Regions from separate parts of the Mustela erminea genome. Here region 1 is linked to region 2. A link is a contact called in public Hi-C data. All regions are on one chromosome and are shown on one strand. The core of a region is the stretch at or near the end of the contact, and the rest is flanking DNA. Distances in the headings are between cores, read along the strand shown.

What was found. Hi-C and Micro-C count contacts between places; a contact is called where the count stands out from the background.
Region 1: a contact with region 2 is called in a Hi-C map of spleen, with 4 times the contacts expected there. The contact joins the promoter of ZNF277 here to the promoter of IFRD1 in region 2. A contact is called at or near these places in 2 of 3 Hi-C or Micro-C datasets (skeletal muscle and spleen).

Annotation. Positions count from the first base shown.
Region 1 is chr11:36,812,974-36,817,020 of mMusErm1.Pri, forward strand. It overlaps ZNF277 (zinc finger protein 277), which reads right to left and starts at 1,416. Exons shown (of 13, transcript XM_032304746.1): 1 at 1,230-1,416. The coding sequence starts at 1,320. DOCK4 (dedicator of cytokinesis protein 4) reads left to right here and starts at 1,543. Exons shown (of 52, transcript XM_032304002.1): 1 at 1,543-1,949. The coding sequence starts at 1,913.
Region 2 is chr11:36,612,183-36,615,758 of mMusErm1.Pri, forward strand. IFRD1 (interferon-related developmental regulator 1) reads right to left here and starts at 2,183. Exons shown (of 12, transcript XM_032304802.1): 1 at 2,065-2,183. The coding sequence starts at 2,155.

The sequences.
Region 1 (4,047 bases), core at 166-2,665, 200 kb after region 2:
GAGTTAATATGTGAGATAAATTCTTCAAAGATTCCATCTTTAAATGTTAAACAGATAGCCAGACCTCTGGAACCTTGAGAATCTGGAAAACCTTACTAGTATCTTACCATTAGGTAAAAGCCCCCAAATGAACTGCGCAGGGCATAGGCATAACTATTTAAAGTGGGAGCCTATCAAAGAATGCTTTGGGAGAGGTATTAAAATAATTTCAGAGCTAGGAAGTTCCACTGATGAGCAGTGGGAAGAAACTGCACTTTATCACTGTGCTACTGAGTAAAAACTCAAGACTAAATGTCAGTTTAATCGTGAAAACAAAACCAAAGTAACCCCGAAAATATCAAATAAGGACAGAGAACCTTTAAGCCCCAAACCATGTCCAACAGAAAAAGACAACTTGTACTAAATTACACATCAAGCCAAAAAAGAAAGGAGGTGGGCGGGAACAGATGCACTAAAGGTAAAAGAATACGGATCGGAATCCTCAAAACAATCCGCCATGGCAGCCTCCAAAGTTTGATTTTTGATCTCTACAGCGGATTAGAGGGCAACTGAAAAGACACGTAGAGCCAAAGTAGTTGCGATGATTTTCATAACCACCTTCAAATTTTCTCTGAAGCCCTGAGTGTAAAATACTTCTTCCTTTCCTCTTTTTCTAAGGACTCGGCCAGGGTCCACAGGCCACCCTGGAGATGGCCTGGGGCGATCAGAGAGGCTGTTGAGAAACACAATTTCCCTTCAGAGGCCGCTCCAGCCAGCAATTAAGCAAATTTGCAGAGTGGAGAGAAGTGACCGGTCTGCAACTGGAAATCCTCCTCGCAAACCCAAATACAACGCATCGCCCGAGGCCGGCGGAGGCGGAGGCAGGGTACTGGAGAGGAGAGAGCTGCTAATCCAGGAGTCACAATCACACATGCGCGAACAGGACTGGACACACACCCACCCGGCTCGGAGCGCAAAGCTGCGAGCTCCATACGGAAGACAAACGCTCAGGGAGCTTCCTCGGCTTCGCGGAAAGCCATTCTATTCCATTTTCTCTTTCCTCCCCAGAGCGTTCCCACCCGGGAGCCGCCCTGGACCCCACCCCGCCGGGCTGGCCCCGCCCGTGGCCCCCTCGCGCCCAGGTGGCTTTAGAGCAGGCAGGCTCCCGCGGCTTGCCTGGCGATCGGCTGCACTCCTGATCGCAGAGAAAGGGAGACAGACCATTTGCACTTTAGAGGCACCGTACTCACCCTCATAACTGACACCCGCGACTTTGCTGCGGTTGCCCTCACAGTCCTCCTCCCCTCCGGCAGCAGCCCCCTGGGTCTCGGGGGCAGCCATTACGCGGCAGAGGAGAAAAAGGAGGGCCGCCAGGCTGGTCCGGAACCAATGGAAACGCGACTGGAGGCGAACTCCCCATCAACGCAGGGTTTCCTTCAGGTCCTCTCCTCGCCTTCACGTCCTGGGCCAATAGGATGTGGAGAGCGGTGCCTAATCCCCGCCCCCAGCCGCTGATGCCACGCCCTCTTCCGGGATGGCGAGGCCCAGAACTACAATTCCCAGCGTGCTGCAGGAACCCTGGGACAGGGAGGGCTGGGAGAGGCGCTGGCGGGCGGGGGTGCGCCGGAGAGTATCCTGGCTTGTAGCTTAGTTCAGTGAATCAGAACAATGACTGTGCCGCCGGGTTCTCGGGAGCTCGTCGGAGGACTGTGAGCAGCCGCCGCCGGGAGAGCGGCGGGCGGCGCAGCCTCAGCTGCGCGGTTGTCAACGCCGGGTTCGGGAGCTTCCAGCGCAGACCCTGCCCAGCGCCCACAGCTCGCGCGGAGCCGCCGGGTTCCAGCCTTGCAGCCGCTACTCGGGAACTGTGCATTGTTGTGAGCCGGAGAAGGCGCGGGGATTACAAAGCCCAAAGACCCCGGGCCCCCCTTTAGCCATGTGGATACCTACGGAGCACGAGAAATACGGCGTGGGTGAGTCTCCGCGGGGCGAACTTTTATGCCTCTCTGGCCCGAGCGGGTGCGCATTTCGCGTCCTTGCCCCTGCGCCCCTCTGGCTCCGCGGGGCTGGAAATGCCTAATCCTGGCATCGCGCTGCGGGTTTGGGGCTTTGCCGGGCCAGCTCCGGGCAGAGGGGTGTGCGCCGGGGTCTCGCCCCTCACCGCCCCATCGGCGCTTCCCGCACCGGCTCCCGGAGCGCCGGGACGGCTGGAAGAGCGCGCGGCCAGCCCTCCCGCTGCGGGCTCTGCCTGCGGAGTTTGAAGTGGCGACGGGGCGTGTGTGAGTCAAGTTGGAAGAGGAGAGCGAACGGCGCTCCTCTCCCTCGTTCCCCTTCTTCCCCGGAGAGGGCAATGGGATGCAACGATTCCCCGGGGTGGAGAGGGAGACAACAACTACTGCGCATAGAGAACACCCCCAAAACAGAAGGGAGGCGCAAAGCCTTTTCTTCGGCTCCACATTCTCAGAGTGCGGAATGTGGCACCGTCCTCAAAAGAGCCGTTCTGACCGACCGAGCCCGACCCCAGCTTCCTTCCTTCCTCCTATCCCGGGTTCCTGGGGTGCGAGTGTTGAGGGGCTGGGGGATTGGTAAATTTCAACATCTGCGCCTCTTTGGTCTTTGGAGGGGAACGGGTATTTCAGCAGTGTTTTTACTTCTGGCCACCCTCTCGGCCCGGGGTAAGCGCGTTGGGGGTTGGTGGAGGACAGCTGTGGAGTGATAATGGGGAGGGGGAAATCGGAAAGCCTGGGTCTTCGAGGCGAGGAGACAGATTTTAGGAAAGGACTACTCTGACACTGGCGTTCGGAAGAAAAGGAACAGGGTAGCGCTCGCGGTTCTGTGCAAAGGTGAACAACAAAGGACATTAATGTTGACTGATGAATACAGGAGTCTCCCTTCCTTTCCCTCCTCCCATTTCAGGCTGATTACAGTTCCCGTTTTTGTTGTTTGATTTCAGCTGGGTCTCCCCTTGACAGTTAGTCCTTTTAGGGTTGTGGCTATTAAGAAGCCAGGCTTTCTGACAAGCCTGCAGCGGCCAAATGCAATTATAACCTCTCAGAAGGTTTAACAGGCTGGAAGCGTTTTGGGTTTTACTAACAATCTTTATTTCCTATAATGCCCCGTCCTGCTGATTGCTGTACTTTTTTTTTTTTAATTTGGGTACAGAGCTAGTGATTTAGACAATGTGTAGGTATCTGCTTATGTTCTAAATTAATTTTCCTGTAATTAAAAAAATCTGGCAAACCTTTCCAGGGAATCGTAGTCATAGGGGATTTTTTTTTTTTAACTTCCCATGGGGATAGGACTTTGGAGTCCACTGAAAGGACTGTATGATTAAACAAAGTCATTCCTGTATTTTCATTAGCTTTCATTCTGACTGTGGCCGTTCAGCAGGACAATAGTTTGTCATAGACCCACCTTTAGAAAGGGGTTCCAGTTTTCCTTCTCTTCAAAGTGGGGAGAGGAACCTTTGCCAGGCATTGTACTGGCAAAGAGTAGATGTTGGTGGTTATAATTTTCCTTCTGTCCCCTACTCCCACTCCCTTTTTGGGTAGATTAACCCTTGCTAGGAAAAGATACTGCCTTTGCTGAAATGGTGAGGGACTGGAGTGTCCCCCTTGTCACTCACTGGGTTTAACACTCAGTGCAGGAAGCACAGATCCAGCAACACTGTCCCGCTTGGAGTAGATCCCAGATGTTGCTTTCTTCCAAGTGTTAAATTATACAGATTATGGATGGGATTTATTTTCTTGATTTCTTTACGTGCCAAGTCACAGCTGGGTGCTGGTATTGATTAGTTTTTCTCTCTCCTTTCTTTATAAGCCTTGTGCAGAGGCTTAAAACACACTCTGGGATTTCCTGGAATGGCAAACCGGATATTATTGGTCAAGTGTTTTGGGCTGCAGCAGACACCTTGCTTTTGGGTGGTTGTGATTTGTTTGCAGAGAAGGGGGAGATGGAGATGGAAGGGTGAGCACAGTGTTGGGAAAAGGAGGTTGAGTTGAAGGTGAGGATAGAGGGGTCTGCTCATTTATACAGTATCACACATACAGGAATGTTAATCTTTTATCATTA
Region 2 (3,576 bases), core at 933-3,432:
CTACTGGATGTCATTTTAAAAATACCAATAAGGTAAATGGCTTTTAAGTAAGTACAAGTTTGTGACAACATTCCATCCCTTCTACTCCGTTATTATTTATTCCTTTATTTAAAAAGTAATACATCCACATGTAATCAAATTAACGTATTAAAAAAGTAAATCCCACTGCATAACCCACTTACCAGAGGTAAGCACAGATAACAAGTACTAGTGTAAATTTCCAAAAATATTCAAAGCCTGTACAGTTTTATACACTCAACGAAGAATTCTTTTCCATTCGTTTGAATATGCTAAAATTCAGTGTTTAAGTTTACCTTTTCTACTGAAAATAAATTAAAAAAAAAAAAGCAACAGCAATTAGGCTGATGAGAAATGAGCAAAGAGGAGAGGGGAAATTTGAAAAGTAATACCCCACCACCACCTGTGGTTATTCCTTAGCCCTAGGAAGAAAGGAAATTTCAGAGTTTCTGAGGGGATAAAGATTTGTTTGTGATTCGAGGAAGCCATGAGTAACATCCGTTACAACTTTTAAAATGACTGCTTGCTGCTCCACCATCATCTGCTCCACCAACAAAAGGTAAAAACTTAAAGAAGAGTAAAATGAATAAGGACCTCCCAGACAATTCAAATTGACTTCAGAGGAGGAAAAGCTAAAATACAGAAAAGAATAGAGGTACCCTCTATTCACATTGACAATCAAATGCTACAACAAACTAATTTTGTATTTTACATCTTGATCAAGAACAAATTTCATGAGTATCGAGGGCATACAATAAAAATAAAGAGCAACATAAAAAGGGGGAAAACTGCAACTATAATAATTGATTTCTATTGTCAATTATTAAATGTTTACTACAGAACATAAGTTTTCATGCTGCTATAAATCCTACAGGAAAGCGTTTTAAACGCCAGTTTTGTATCATCTTTAACAAGGAAAATGGACTATTCATTAATGAACAGAGGCGTATCATTACGAGGGTCGATAAGCAATTGTGTTGACAAATACATAATGGTTAGTACTAGTTCTGATGGGCTAAAGTCCGAGAATTCCAATATTTAACTTCAAAATCTCGACCAAAAAATTACTAAATGAGATGATTTCATTAATACTCGATTTAAGTTTAGTGGTGTTTCATAAGACTTTCTTTTAAGTCCTTTTCCCCTAACCCTATAGTTAGTAGTAGAGAATCAGGAGTTCATTTAAGCACCTACCCATTCAGGAAAAGCTTCAACTTTGCAATGAGAACACAAAAAAAATCTAAACTTTTGGCCAATTGCAACCTGAGTTCCCCACCACCTCGCCCACCCCGGCCTCAGGGACAGAACCTATAGAACACTGCACAAAGGAGAACGCGGTTTCTGCCCCCCGGGAGAAGGTCGCTGGAGCACCCTCCGCAGACGAAGCGGGGGCGCGGGGTTTCTGGAGGTGCCAGTTTGTAATAGAAATGGACCCTAGGCTCGGACAGTGGCCCTGAGCCTCCACGCCTCCGCCCAGCCAGGTGGACACGCGGGCTGCCCAAGGCGGCAACGGGATGGGATGCCACACCGGCGCCTCTGCGTCACCCGGGCCGCAAAGCGCAAGGGCGGGCCTCGTGACGCAAGAGCCGGGCCAAACGCGCAGGACCTTTGGCATTCCCCAGAACTCCACGTTGGAGTCGGTGGGTCAAAGGCAACCACTGATAGAAAGACGCAAATCCTCTCCCGGCCCCACCCTCCGTCAGGGTGAGCTCTGAGGAGCAAGCACCAGCTTCTGAGAAGAGTTCCTCTCCCGCCCAACAATCCGTCACCCCGGACCCGGATCCACTCTCAGGCCCTAGAACCTATTCGCGCCGCCCCTCCCCGCCCCCAAGGCCGGTGCCAAAGAGTTCGGTCCGCAAGCCAGATCCAAATCGCGCGAGGTACTGCCCCCACGGCACGCTGGGAATTGTAGTTCGCCAGTCAAGCAAAGAGCCCGGCCGACACATATGTCCAGAGGAATGGAACTACAAATCCCACAGCGCCCGAGGTTGAGACTCGCAAGCCCGGCCGGCAACGGGGATGTCGGCGGCAGGGATACCCCCTTACCTGCTGTCGCCGCCGTCGCTGCAGCTGCCCCTGTGCCGCTGCCACCACTGCCACCGCGGTGGGGAGTGTTCCGCTTCTTATTCTTCGGCATCGTGGGACGCCCGGTGCCGCCTAAACTCGGAGCTTAGCGAGGATCAGCCGATGGAACTGCACTTTTTACTCGTGCGTCTGTGCGGCGGGCGGCTAAGAGGCGAGTCTTCAGCTAACAGAGGCGAGAAGCGGCGGGGGTACGAGCGGGCGGTGGCAGCAGCAGAAATCCCCGTGAAGAGCTGTGAGCGGAAACGATACATGTTTCTCTCTAGCGCGGGAGCTAAGGCGGGGCGGGCTGGGCCACGACGCCTTAAGTAGCAAGACCGCCGCCTGTCGTCACCATCTGTGGGCGGGACTCGAACTCTCATTAGCCAATCCCTATAGACTCCCCACCGGAGTCCTACCTCCGGCGACCGATGGATGCTGACTACCAATCCCATGTCGCAAATCTTCCAGCGGCGACCACGGATCAACGCCTCTCTGCCGCACTGAATTCTGGGAAATGTAGTAAATCTTCGGGGGAAAGTTCTCCTGTCTCCGCCCAAAACGGGCTTTTCTGCGCTCTTTTCTCCCTACTCTTGTCCCCTCCCCTGCTTCTCAGCGGCCCCGCCTCGGAATAAACCGAGTTGTTCCCAGGCGGTGAGCAATGAAGCGAGTATGCCTGATGACGAAGGCCAGCTTCCAAGTGGGAGCTACGCAATTGGCTTAGCTCATCTTTCTCTCGCGGGTGGCGTTCTTCTGTTTAACCTCTCCCCTGCTTCCGTGCAGCTTCCGTCCAGGCACACCCATACCCCTCCTCGGGAACACCTCCAAGATTTTAGTTGTTGAATTAGTTTAGTGATCACCACTACCTATAATTGAGGGGCTGTGTGCCCCCTACCTACAAAAAAAGGCGTGCTTTAGTCGTGTAGTTCGTCTCTTTCTCCTAGTATAGACCAGAAAGATCTGGTGATTCAGTGTCACAGGAGTCACATTTCTACACAAAAATGAGTCCTTTGACAGTTCGGCCAGTTAGGAGGTCAATCTGGGATAAGAGTTGGTTTCTGAGAATTCAACAGCTGGTAAAACAAACATAAACTATAAACTATAGTTTATATATATATAAACTATACCAATATCGCAGTGTTTTTTATTTTCCAAGGCACTCTTAGGTATGTCTTCCCTGTTAAATTTGTCATGTATTTGGGACCTGTCATTATGTTCATGTATTATGCCCAAACTCACTGACTCACCCCAGCGTAGGTGGCTAATCCCTCACTCCACCTCTCTCCTGGGCTCCTTCTCTTATTTTCTGCTGCTTGTAGCATATTTCCGCCTGAATGTGCTGCCAGCACCTCAATCCAGTATCACTAAAACAAGAACTGTTTCCCTCTTCCTGTGCCCCTTGTGTGTTCACAGTACTACTATCCTCTATGTCCAAATTCAAAAACTCAAACTTCCTATGTGGTTCCCCACTCTCTTTCATGTTCCCCAATCAGTTTT